3 separate regions of the Mus musculus genome follow, and all the other regions are linked to region 2. The links are chromatin contacts, called in public Hi-C maps. All regions are on one chromosome and are shown on one strand. Each heading gives the region's core, a stretch centred on a gene start, on an enhancer-like site or on the middle of the called end of the contact. The rest is flanking DNA. Distances are from core to core; before and after follow the strand shown.

The links. A called contact is a pair of places that touch in the nucleus more often than the background predicts.
Region 1: a contact with region 2 is called in a Hi-C map of the N1E-115 cell line, with 2.8 times the contacts expected there. The contact joins the enhancer-like site here to the promoter of Rnf186 in region 2. A contact is called at or near these places in 3 of 39 promoter capture datasets (the 3T3-L1 cell line, frontonasal cranial neural crest and macrophages), 2 of 484 Hi-C or Micro-C datasets (the N1E-115 cell line and forebrain), 6 of 115 datasets of contacts at active chromatin or transcription factors (bone marrow-derived macrophages, embryonic forebrain and embryonic stem cells) and 3 of 9 other capture datasets (liver, macrophages and pancreatic islet).
Region 3: a contact with region 2 is called in a Hi-C map of the N1E-115 cell line, with 4 times the contacts expected there. The contact joins the enhancer-like site here to the promoter of Rnf186 in region 2. A contact is called at or near these places in 11 of 39 promoter capture datasets (the HPC-7 cell line, cranial neural crest, embryonic stem cells and 7 more), 2 of 484 Hi-C or Micro-C datasets (the N1E-115 cell line and embryonic stem cells), 3 of 115 datasets of contacts at active chromatin or transcription factors (all in embryonic stem cells) and 2 of 9 other capture datasets (adipose tissue and liver).

What each region holds. Positions count from the first base shown.
Region 1 is chr4:139,052,437-139,056,811 of GRCm38.p6, forward strand. Tmco4 (transmembrane and coiled-coil domains 4) reads left to right here. Exons shown (of 17, transcript NM_029857.3): 15 at 65-182; 16 at 1,464-1,581. Among named protein-coding and RNA genes, the nearest start is that of Htr6, 21 kb to the right of the region's middle. Within about 2 kb of position 2,320, at least 23 of the 459 cell types and tissues checked have an H3K27ac peak or open chromatin away from gene starts, as enhancers often do. A contact at or near this core is called in the N1E-115 cell line, where this site is marked.
Region 2 is chr4:138,964,833-138,968,792 of GRCm38.p6, forward strand. Rnf186 (ring finger protein 186) reads left to right here and starts at 2,287. Exons shown (of 1, transcript NM_025786.4): 1 at 2,287-3,533. The coding sequence starts at 2,481. The coding sequence ends at 3,161.
Region 3 is chr4:138,866,853-138,870,689 of GRCm38.p6, forward strand. It overlaps Gm32930 (a long non-coding RNA gene), which reads left to right. Exons shown (of 5, transcript XR_881523.3): 5 at 1-1,774. Among named protein-coding and RNA genes, the nearest start is that of Gm13030, 5.2 kb to the right of the region's middle. Within about 2 kb of position 1,924, at least 2 of the 459 cell types and tissues checked have an H3K27ac peak or open chromatin away from gene starts, as enhancers often do. A contact at or near this core is called in the N1E-115 cell line, where this site is marked.

The sequences.
Region 1 (4,375 bases), core at 1,070-3,569, 88 kb after region 2:
TCCCTTCCCATCAGGACCACTGTGTGCAAGAACACTGACAGACTCTTCTGGGGTCTCTCACCAGATTGCCAAGGGATCATCGAGGATGTGGTCCTTCTGGGCGCACCAGTAGAAGGGGACCCCAAGCACTGGGAACCATTCCGGAATGTGGTGTCTGGGAGAATCATCAATGGCTACTGCAGGTCTGTCTGAAGCTCATGCCACGGGGGAGGAAACCACATTTCCTGAGCTCCGGGTGTGCCCTTCCCCACCCTTTCTGGAGACAAGAAGTCTCTATGCTGAAAGGTACCAGAAGCTGATCATGGGCGTGTCAGCACTGTGCCTAGGCCCAGAGGTTCAGATCTGGGAGGCGTCCCACCCTGCAGGATGGCAGGGGAGGGTCTTGTGGGATCCTGTGTCATCCCCTGCAGGATGACTCTGAAGGAGGAAGCGTGGGGTAGCACCTGAGACGAGAGCTCTTTGGGGCTAAGGCATGCCCGTGTGTGCCATTGGCAGTGCTGGCGTCTGGGCTCCGTTTTTGGAGCGTGATTTCTGGGCATGGGTGGGAAGATAGAAGCAGCTGGCATTGCAGAGTCAGTAGCCTGGGCAACAGGCCTTCTGGCAAGTGGTGGGGCCTGGGGGTCAGGAGGGGAGTGGGAGAGCAGCCCCATTTGGCATTTGTAGAGAGGCCCTAAGAGTTCCATTCTGAGTTAAATCCCCAAGCCCCCAAAAAGCAGCCCCCACCCCAAGCCTCACGAGACAGTCCTGAATCAGGGAGCCCACAGGCTGGTTAGCTGTAAAAACTTCAAACCTCATGAGTTCTCAACTGCCACAGGGCCCAAAGGTTGTGGATAAGGCACATGCAAACACATAGGATGATCACCAAGTGACCTGGAGGTGACACTCCAAGCTCAGAGTCAAAGGGCAGGCTACAGGGATGAGTGGTGACCTTTATTTTGTTGAGGCAGGCTCTGATATAGCTCAGGCTGGCTTTGAACTCTCTATATAGCCAAAGATCCTCTGCTTCCACCTCCCGGGCGGGCGTCGTGATGCACAGACAGGCACCCTCCGATTCTGACTTACACAGTGCTAAGGAACAAAAGCAGGGTTTGTGTATACTAGGCAAGCACCCTGCAGAGCTCAGAGACCAGAGGCCCTGGGTGACAGCTGAAGGCCAGGGAGGGACAGTCAATAAAGGGCCTGTGATGGATGAGCCTACAGGAAAAGAGCAAGGTTCCCTTGTAAAGGGATTCATCTCTGGAGGGGAAGGAGGAGGTACCAGCTGGAGGCCAGAGCCCTGAGAGCATCTAGAGACCACTCTGGTGCCCACATGCCATCCTAGCACTTGGAGGCTGACATGGAAGGATTGTGAGTTTGAGGCCAACCCAGTCTGTGTAGTAACTATGCCCAGTTGGTCAGTTGCCCACGGGTCAAAGGCCCAACCTGCCCGGGCTCAGGCTGATGGCCCCTCTTTCTGCCTGTAGGGGAGACTGGCTGCTGAGCTTCGTGTACCGCACATCTTCCGTGCAGCTCCGCGTCGCCGGCCTCCAGCCTGTGCTGCTGCAGGACCGGAGGATGGAGAATGTGGACCTGACCTCCGTGGTGAGTCTTGGTCTGTCCCATTGGCCTGTGTATGAGGGGCACCAGGTCACTCCAGCACTTGGAGATGGTACCTGCACATACCTGCCTCTTGCGAGCTGAGCTCAATCCCAGCCGTTCCCTGGTGGCTATAATCCTCAAGCTACCCTCCAGGCAGGGACTGTTCTACCTCATTTACAGATGAGGAAATCAAGGGTTAGAAAACTTCCTGTCTCCTAACAAGCAATTCACAGGGCTGGATCCAAACCCCTAGAGTCCTCAAATTACCAAACCCCCTCAACACCTTCACCCCAGATGACCAGTCAGAGCTGTCCCGCCACCACCACCACCACCACACTTCCCCCATATATAACCAAAGCACGCAGAGGACTTCGGGGCAGGACATGGGCTGCACTCAAAGCAGTAGACCCTGGTGCCGGCCAAGCAAGAACATAATATAGCACTGGCCCATTATATGGGATGTTTACTGAAGATGCAAGGCCTAGGGCTCTGGGCTCATGAGTGCTCCCTAATATTAGTCCCCTCCTCTTCAGCCAGGTCACCACTCTCACTTCTCCACCCTGGAGACTAACTGCTCCCAGACCTCTCCCTCCTCAAAGACCTTGGCTTTGGCTCAGCTTTGTAGCTCTGCCTAATAATAGCTCTTTATCACATTAGGGGCCTCAGCAAAGCGGTGCTTCCCTCCTCTGACTAATTAGAGGTAATTAGCATTGCCTTTGTGTCCCTGCCTTTCCTTGGCAGCTTGCTGGAAGAGGGGCTGGCAGGGCTCCCTCTGTAGGACTTGCCTGGCAGCTCCGTTTGCAGCAGAGACTACAGACCTGTCTGTCCGTCCTCCCTGTGGCAGGCGTGGACAATGTCTGGGATGGATAAAGGGACCCTGGCTAAGATGCCGGTTTGCCTGTCAGCCTGCCCCACTCTAGGCTGCAGGAAGTGGAGGGTTTTCACCATCGCAGGGCTCACCGAGTGAAGCTGTCCAGGACAAATCTCTCCATGTCCCAGAGGATGTACCTGATGTCTAGGACTTAACAAAGAACCTGTCACAGAGTTCACAGTCAGTAATAGCACCAGCAGTGACAACAGCCACCCTGTGTCAGGAGACCCTACAAAAAGTCCCAGGAAGGCATACTGATCCACTGTCCAGATGTGGAAACCGAGGCTGGAGTGGCAAACTCGAGCATACCAGTGACTTTCTGCTCCTTGGCAGAAATACCTTAAGCGAGGAATTATCTGCGCTCACGGCTTAGTCAGGTTTCAGTCTGCCAGGGAGGGAAAGGTCCAACAGGAAGCAGTTCACAGAGGGATAGCTTGAAATCAAAGGGCGAGGGAGGAGCCAGGGTCTGGGTGTCCCATTGAAAGCCCACTTCTAGTGACCTACTCCACCCACAGGGCGCTAGCACAGGTTTCACAGCCTCACAACACCACCAGTTAGAGAATGAACCTGAGCCTGAGAGGACATTGTAGATTCAAGCCAGAAACCCAGGGAACTGCCTCAGAGCCTGGGCCCTCTGCCAGAATGTTGCCTGTGTTCCTAAACCTCCAGAGCCTGGTCAGCCATTTGCAGTCCTGCCAAACACGCCTGTATCCCCATGGTCTCCTGCCCATGCCAGCCCATATGGGGCTGCGGTTATTGTCAGCTTCATTTTACAGAAACAAGTGGCACTGGGGAACCCAGGGCCTAGTGGGCATGGGAAGGATCATCGGCATAGACAGGTGGGGTGGTGGCAGCCAGGCCAGGTCTCTTGTAAGGCAGGAAAGGGGAAATGTTGGGGCCCATTCCTGCCCACATGGACCTGGTAACTGGAGTCCACAGTCTCTTGGCCAATAGTCTAATAAGCCTTTGCTGGTTGACAGCATGTGCTGGGAGCTGCCTGGTGCGTCCTGGGGCTTTTTTTCATCAGTCATGAAAGATGGCTGCTTTACATTAGTGATGCCTGACTGTACCAGGCAGCAGGCAAAGCTCAGAGGGACAGCTGGGGAGGTGGTCATGGGCTGAAAACTTCAGTGTCAACTGTGTCACACCCACCCTTGCCCCACCTTACCCCTGGGAGACCTCCCCTCCACTGACTGTAAACATGGGGTACCAGCAACAACATCGTGGGTCTTTATAGAACAGCAGCTGGCGGACTGTGTGTGGCCAAGACAGTAGCAGAGGAAGCCAGAGCTGTGGGCAGTAGGTATGAGGGCCACTTGGGGTCAGCTGCAGTAATGACACTGCTCTGCCCTTCTGCCTGCCTTTTCCCATCTAGTCCTTCCCGGGATCCAAAATGCTCAAGGAAGCAGCTTTTTATTTGTTCATAGAGAATTGGTTAGTGTTTGTCCCCGTGGGTCTGAAGTTTCTGTTGGCTGGAATTCAGATGTGATAACTAGAGCTAAAGCAGCCATCTTGGGCTCCCGAATGGATCAGCCCAGCTATCTCTCCACCTTCATATCCTCTTAGAGGCAAACTAAAGTAAGGAAACCTAAATTTATACAGCACCTACTAAGTGGCAGTCAAGGTGGGCTGTGATTTCTGTGTACCTCTCTGATTCCCTTGAGAGACTATGCATTTCAAGGGGATGAGAGGGGATGTCTTGGCTCACTCAGCAAAGTGCTTTCCACAAAAGTGTAAGGATCTGAGTTCAGGTCCCCAGAACCCAGGTGAAAAACATTCAGATATGGCAGTACTGGGGGTACGGAGGCAGGAGGATCCCTGGAGTTTGCTGGCCAGCCAGTCCAGCCAAATAGATATGTTCCAGGGTCAATGAGAAACCCTGTCTCAAAAAATAAGGTGGGGGGCTGGAGAGATGGCTCAGAGGTT
Region 2 (3,960 bases), core at 1,037-3,536:
ACCTACTTCAAGGTCACACCTATTCCAACAAGACCACACCTCCAAATAGTGCCACTCCCTGGTCCAAGAATATACAAACCATCACACACAGGGTTTCATCCTTAAGCTTGGAAACCCAGGAGAAAACCATCACCGCCCCCCCCAGCCCCCACTGCAACACACACACACACACACACACACACACACACACACACACACACACACACACGTTCCCATAGAAGCCCCAGAGTCCAATCTCATTGGTGTTGCTTAAATCATGTGCTAGACCAGAACCAATAATTGCAGCCAGCCAGATGGAATCTCACACCATCAGTCAGTCTCCACCCTGAATCCCATGACGTGTCCCCCATCCTGTCCCCATTCCCCTACCTCTCTAGGAACCTGCCCACCACCGCATCTCCCTCAGACCAATATAAGAGGGTTTGGGGGCAGCAGTGATCACTCAAAGTGAAGACAGGCCACTGTCATCTGAAAACATTCTGTACACAGACACCCAGGGCTACGGCCAGGAGCCTTTCTACGAACCTGGTAGAAACTGGGGTAGAAAGAAATCCCCGCTGACCCAGCCTAAGGCAGAAAGAATGGAAACTGGGGCTGGGATCCAGAGTGAGGGGACCCTGAGGGGGGAACAAAGCAAGAACAGGCAGCCTCTGCCTGCTGGAGGCTCCACACACATAGACTGAACCTGTGGCAGGCACAGCCCCTCGGGGTAGAGGGAAGGGTTTAACCCAAGAAGCTTGACACCAGTAGCCACTGACAAGCCATCTCTGGATTCACTGTGGTGCTAGTTGTTGTTCTTGTTTTTTGTTGTTGTTGTTGTTTGTTGTGAGGGAAGGGACATCTATCCCAGCTTGCTCTCTCTCTCTCTCTCTCTATATATATATATATATTATAAGGGAAATAAGGGAACACCATTATCACAGACCCCATTACAGATGGTTGTGAGCTACCATGTGGTTGCTGGGAATTGAACTCAGAACCTCTGGAAGAGCAGTCAGTCCTCTTAACTGCTGAGCCATCTCTCTAGCCCCCATCCCAGCTCTCTCATTCCAGGCATGGTGAGGGGGACAGAATTTCATGACTGCCACACTTCGTCCCCTCTACCATGCCACATGGAGTCCTACCAGCTTAAGCCAGCCACCCAGAGGCCAATAGAATCTTCATGGATTGACATGGCTGAGTTCCACGAGACTGGGAACCAGACCTTGGACATGGCAAGATCCTGCCCCTGTGGTAGGCCCCTTGGCAGGCAGCCAACAAGCCAACACCCTGCCCCTGTGCCCAGACCTTTCTTACAGAGCTGGCATTCTAGGAGACCACAGGTGAGGACCCAGGCCGGGAGAGCTGGCTCTTAGAAGACCCAAATAACAGCAGTTTATGCTTATGCCTGGGTGCCTAGAGCCAGGGGTCTGTTCCCGCGGTGCACTGACAGGAGAGATAAATACCTGGGAACCGGAAGCTGCTAATGCAGCTGTGAGGATGACAAGAAACTGAATGGGCCAATGTGTGCTTGTTAGTTTCGGTTTTCTGTTCAGACTTTCCTGTCCCCAACACTTCGCCCAATCTCTCTTTCTCTTTTTTCCTAATGCCACCCATTTGCCCATGTTTTCAAGGCACAAACACTCTCTTCTGCATTGAGTCTGAAATCTAGAAGGTCTGGAGGCCTTTCTCAGAGGGATGCTTCCCAGTCACCCTCATCAGGACCACAGAGATGTTGGAGAGCTTTACAGTTGTTTACACCCCATCCGGGCCTGACACATCTACCCCTCTGTGCCTCGGAGCCTGGTACTCTGCATTTTTAAAGGCTGATGAGATGTCTCAGCAAGTATGCCAGCAATTGTGACACCCTAAGTTCTACCCCGCAGAACCCCCCTCGTTACACAAGAGAACTGACTCTTTCAAGTCCCTTGACCGCCACATGTGGACCATGAAGACATGTGTCACATGCCTACACCGGCACACACAGAGAATAAATGTAATTTCTAAAGGGTTGTGGGGTTTCTGCTCATTTCCCTACACCAGGGCTTTGATTGGCCAGGGGTGGAGGTGGAGGTGGGGATGGGGTGTCACTGGTGCGCTCCAGAGCGTAGTAGTAGAGACAGCGTCCCTGTCGGTTGTCATGTAGACACTCACCAGGCATGGCCCCAACAGGAAAGTCCTGATTCATGAGACTCCACCCACTTTGGCCCTTCTATCAGGTAATTCAAAGTCTCCAGGTCTCCAAGTTACTGATTAACCCTGGGTTTCGAGTAAAGAAATAATAATAACTGAAGGACCAACATAAGCGGAGAAACAAGCAGGGCAACCAAGGGAGCAAGATGCCAGACATCGGTTGTCAGCAGGTACCCGCAGAGAGCAGAAGGGAGACTGGAAGCGTCCCCACAGGACCGGAACCCATGCAAGTCCTGGCAGCTCCGGTGGATGTCGCATGCGGATGCCCGTGCGCGGATCAGCCTTGTCCCTCCACCTCTGTACCCAGAATGTCCTGCACTGAGGCCCCACAGCCTATCCCAGCGGGTACCACCACCACCAGCACCATCATTGCCTTGGGGCCCACCGGGCGGCTCAGCATCTCTGTGGAGGGTGACCTGGAATGCTTGGTGTGCCGAGAGCCCTACAACTGTGCTCGGTCCCCCAAGCTGCTTAGCTGTCAGCACACCTTCTGTGCCGTATGCCTGAAGCTTCTGCTATATGTGCAGGAAGACACCTGGTCCATCCCCTGTCCGCTGTGCCGAAAGGTCACTGCTGTCCCGGGAGGCCTCATCTGCAGCTTGCGAGACCAGGAGGCGATGGTGGGGCGTCTGGCCCTGCCATGCCCAGAGGTGCGCCTATGTCCTCAGAGGCTAGTGGGTTCTGCCGCTTCAGCAACTCGGCCAGCCAACTGGACAGGAGAAGAAGAACAGGACACTGTAAGTGTCAACCGTGTAGCTGCCCGGCGCCTGGCTGTACACTTGCTCTTGTTGGCTCTTGTCATTGTCCTTATCCTGCCTTTCATCTACCCGGGTGTCATCCGGTGGGTGTTGGCCTTTGTCATTGCTCTGGCTCTCCTGATGTCCACCCTATTCTGCTGTCACCCCCAGAGCCAGAACAGCAACTGGCTTTGCCCCAGGACTCTGTTCTGCAGAGAGCAAAAGCAAACCCAGATCACTTCTATTGCCTGAGAACTCTGGATCCCTACAGGCCCAGTGCTGCCAAGGTTCCCTCCTCCCCCAGACCTCACAGTCTGCATGGGTAAGGGGCTAGGGGCCGCCTTTCAAAATCACATTCGAACTGGACTTGCGTGTCAAAGCCAGACTGGCCATGTTGGATCAAGGATTCTGTGCTGGAACAGTGGGATCGCACCTGCCTGTTCCTGTGTAGCATAGGAAGGAAAGGGGGAAAGAGAGGAGACACCCCCTGAATGAGTGACTCAAGGGTGGTGGGGTCCCTACCCCTATTCCAGAGCTCCTAAGTTTTGTATATATCCCTTTGTACACATATTGGGACATTGGCCTTACTACAAAGCAAATAGAACCAGGTCTCTTTTGTAATCCATGTAGCTGGCTTCATTTTTTTTAAATTTGGGCTTTGATGTTTTGTGTCCTGGGAAGTTTGTGACCATCTCTAGCCATTGCCCACTTTCCCTCCTGGGGTGCCAGAGCCCAAGGGGATACTGCCAGGTTTTCCCCAGGGTTGCTTGCTACACTGATCCCAAACCTTCCATGCCAAAAGTCTCCTTACGGTTTCCCACAGGGTCCACCCCAGGGTGGAGTACACATGGAATTGGAATTGTAAAGTGGGGAGAGGGTATCCGAGGATCAGCAGACAGAGATGGGGAGGTGTGGAGAGGGTGGGTCCAGGAATTGTCCTTAGGATCTACGCTGAGATCACCAGTTGCGTACCATGAGGGCTTGACTCAGAGAATCTCAGGGGACATGGACACACACACACACACACACACACACACAGAGACAGAGAGAG
Region 3 (3,837 bases), core at 674-3,173, 98 kb before region 2:
GAGTATTTTGCCCTGGGTGACTCCATTTACACAACAAGCATCATTTAGTTCCATTTTGATCAAGAATACAGAGACAGGAGACCGTATCAATGTGCATGCAGACACCACCCTGTCCAGCACCAGCCAGGAGACACAGACAGATAATAACTTGTTCCCAAAAATTAAAAACATACTTACAGGTCAATGTGTGAATGTTTAAACCCAAATGAGAAACTGACCAAACACACCAAAATAACAGAGGCCATGGCATTTTCTTCTGGGCTCCATAAGAAGAATACCTAATACTGAAATATCAGTGGTCCCGCAAACCTGTTCTCCAGCTACCTAGCGTGTGCGTGTCAAAGGACCAATAGACAGGGAGTGCCCAACCATCTCAGGGGCTTTGGCTCAGCACGAGGAGTGGCTCCCCGATGTCTGATAAGGCCCAATCCGACAACCATCTGTACACCCATCCATCTATCCCTTTATCCACCAGCCTGAACCTCACTTGCATGCCTCTGCAGTTAGGATGAACACCACCCTGTGGTTGTGTCAGACCCAGCAACTTGGGACTGCCAGGTCATCTCTGCCTCTCTCCCAACAGTTCTTTGGGAACTGTTGCATGCCTGTTATCCTCCTGCAGCGACGTGGCACCTCTGTCAGCTGTCCTCCTCTGCCTCCAGTAAGGCCTCTTTACACTCTGACTGCTGGTGCCTCTTTAGCCCTGTTCATAGCCATTCTGTAACATATATGTACATGTAGCATGTATTGTGTATAGAGAGCACACATGCAATGTATCTATTAATGCATACATGCACATAATACACATATTCACCTGTGTAGCATGTACTGTGAGTTCTGAGTTAGGACTAACAACTAGGATGGTAATGAAAGAAGCTGTGGTTACCAACAGCCGTGCTTTCTAGGGAAATTGGAACTACTCGGTCAACTGCAGTCAGTGAAACAGACAGGACCTGTGGATCTGTAGCCATTCAATAAACTCAGGCATTATGGAAGACACAGGTCTGTCCGTCTACGTTTCTGGTAGACCACGCTCATGACAGCGACTCTGAAATTTAAATTAAAAATTCTATGTGAAAGGGCAGCTCCCGATTACAGACTGGACACGAGGGAAGAAAATGGAGGTAGTCGGGCTTTGCTGAGAATGATTAAAGGAAGAACATACCATTCTATTAAAGCCTAACTCTTTGTGCATGCACACATGTGCACATACACACATGCACACATGTGCACATACACACATGCACACATGTGCACATGCACATACATGTACACATGTGCACATACACAGGCACACACACGTGCACGCATGTGCACATACACACGTGCATGTACACATGCACAGATGCGCACACACTCATGCATGCACACATGCACATGTACACACACACATACACACACATGCATGCACACACATACCTGTGCCAGCACACGTAGAGGCCAGAGTTGATGTCAAGATGTTTTCTTCAAAAGCTCTTCCACCTGAGTTTCAGAGACAGGGCCCCTCACTGAACCTGGAGCTCACTGGTTCAGCTAGACTGGCTACACAGCCAGCCCTGGAGTCCACCCGTGTCCCCTCCCCCACACCCGGTGCTGGGGTTACAGACACATGCCTCCACACCTGCTTAGAGGAGAAGGCTAGGGATGCGAACTCTGCTCCTCTCGCTTGTTCAGCAGTCAGGCTCAGCCACTGCCCAGCTCCACGCATGGCTTTTTTTTTTATGTGCTTCTTAAATTTTTGTGTTTCTTTAATTCATTTAAATCTGTTCTGTGACATGATTGGGTTTTTTTTTTTAATTTGGTTTTTAGGTTTTTTTTTTTTTAAATCAGAAGAATGGGATCTGAGCTGTCTGCATCTCTGGCTGGGTGGAGACTTGACTTTCTGAACTGTCAGGAAGATCATAAGATCGCCATCTGGCAGGAAGCTTTTAGGTTAGGAACAAGGGCGGGTCATTATCCCCTCCCTTGAGCACTAACCTAAGGCCTGTCACTCACCAAGAGAGAAAATGCTGCTCGGGAAGCAGGCAAGCCTGTGCTGGTGACTGTGCGGGTCAGAGGTTACGCGAGTTTGCAGTTCTTGCAGAGTCCCTGAGTTGGGTTCCCACCCGTATCAAGCAGCTCACAACCCCAATAATCCTAGCTCCTGGGGCTCTGATGCCATTTTCTGGCTTCCACGGGCACTGCATCCATGTATATAAATCCTACACACACACACGCACGCATGCACGCACGCACGCACGCACGCATACATAAACATATGTATGCATATAATTAAAAATAAACTCCCTAAGAAAAATAAGAATAAAAATGATGATCTCTGTAATCATCTAAGTCAGGATGGTGGTCTCTTGAGGCAGTGATTTAGCTAATCACTCTGTGCTCCCAGCAGGTAGCGCTCCCAGCCACCTGCCAAAGCCCTCTGGATTCACAAATAACACACACACACACACACACACACACACACACACACACACACACAGAGAGAGAGAGAGAGAGAGACCAGTTAATTTTGATATGCCATAACTAGCTTAATGATTGGGCATTCTTAAATCTTCCCCTGCTAGCAAACACTCCCATCTGGTTCTCCTGAGTTAACATCTTTCAAAATCTAGATTTCATCTCTGCTAACCCAGACCCAATCCAGGAAGTGGCCCATGGCCTGATTCTCACATGTTGGCAGGCCTTTGGATCTGTTCTTTCTTCTTCCCTGTCATGGTGATCTCTGTCCCATCCTCTCTCCTAGTTCCTAACCCACACAAATCTCCAAGTCCTGCCTCAGTCTACCTGCCCAACCAATGGCCATTGGCTCTTTATTGATCAATCAAAAACCAACTGGGGACAGGGACCTTCAGCATTTGGACACACAGATTCCTGATTTGGGGAGCCAGATTAATTCAAGGCATTAGAACCAATCCCCAACATTTCACCTTTTCTGTCCAAATCAGAACGAGGAGGTTCTTCTCTCAGACACAAATTGAACATAACCATAACAATTGTGTAAATTACAACGTATGCTATACAATTAACATCCAGTCCATCATATTTGTCAATTAGGTAAAGTACTCTACCACCTATCCTAACTAAAGCGCTTATAATTCTATACCTGATTATGTCCTGATTTTCGTCTGTATTACCATCTGGAAACCATCCTTTTAACGCTATATCATTTCTCTCAATGCTAAACAACTTGAGTTTGATCATGAGACTATAACTAGCCGTCAACCCCATCAGAAATACGAGCACAAATTAAATATTACCTGAATATTTAGGAAGCACAAAACATAGTTTCCAAAACTTAAACAAATTGTAGGACAGCGGACTGCCAGGACAGTCCCCTATTTCTCAAAATGTCTGCGCATCAGTCTTCAGTTTTCTGGCCCAGAGCCATCTGGCAGACCTTGAAATGAAGCAGGAATATGAAGGACTAGCTTACCCTGTCTTGGCAGAGCGTAGCAGTCAACTATCCGACATCTGTTTGTCTTCTTTGGACAATATTTTATCTGCCTTGCCATTACTTTATGGAGATTTTGATGCTCAATTTCTTCTTTGGAAGAGAATGGGGAAGCTGTTAGGATGACATGTCTTGTCAAGTGATCCTTAATGATGTAATAATATTAAATGTCACATTCTGTGGATTTCTGATGTTTTTTAAGACGATCTATGTAAAGTATATCTGAACTGTTAAACTTTAACTATTCTTAGCCTTTTCTATTTGAGTAAATTGAAAACACTTTATTATAATTAAATCAGAATCCAACATAACCATGAGTTTACTATCTGGCCCTTAACTTGTGTTACTTAATCATCCTAAACAGCTTTTAGAAGGACTGGATCTAA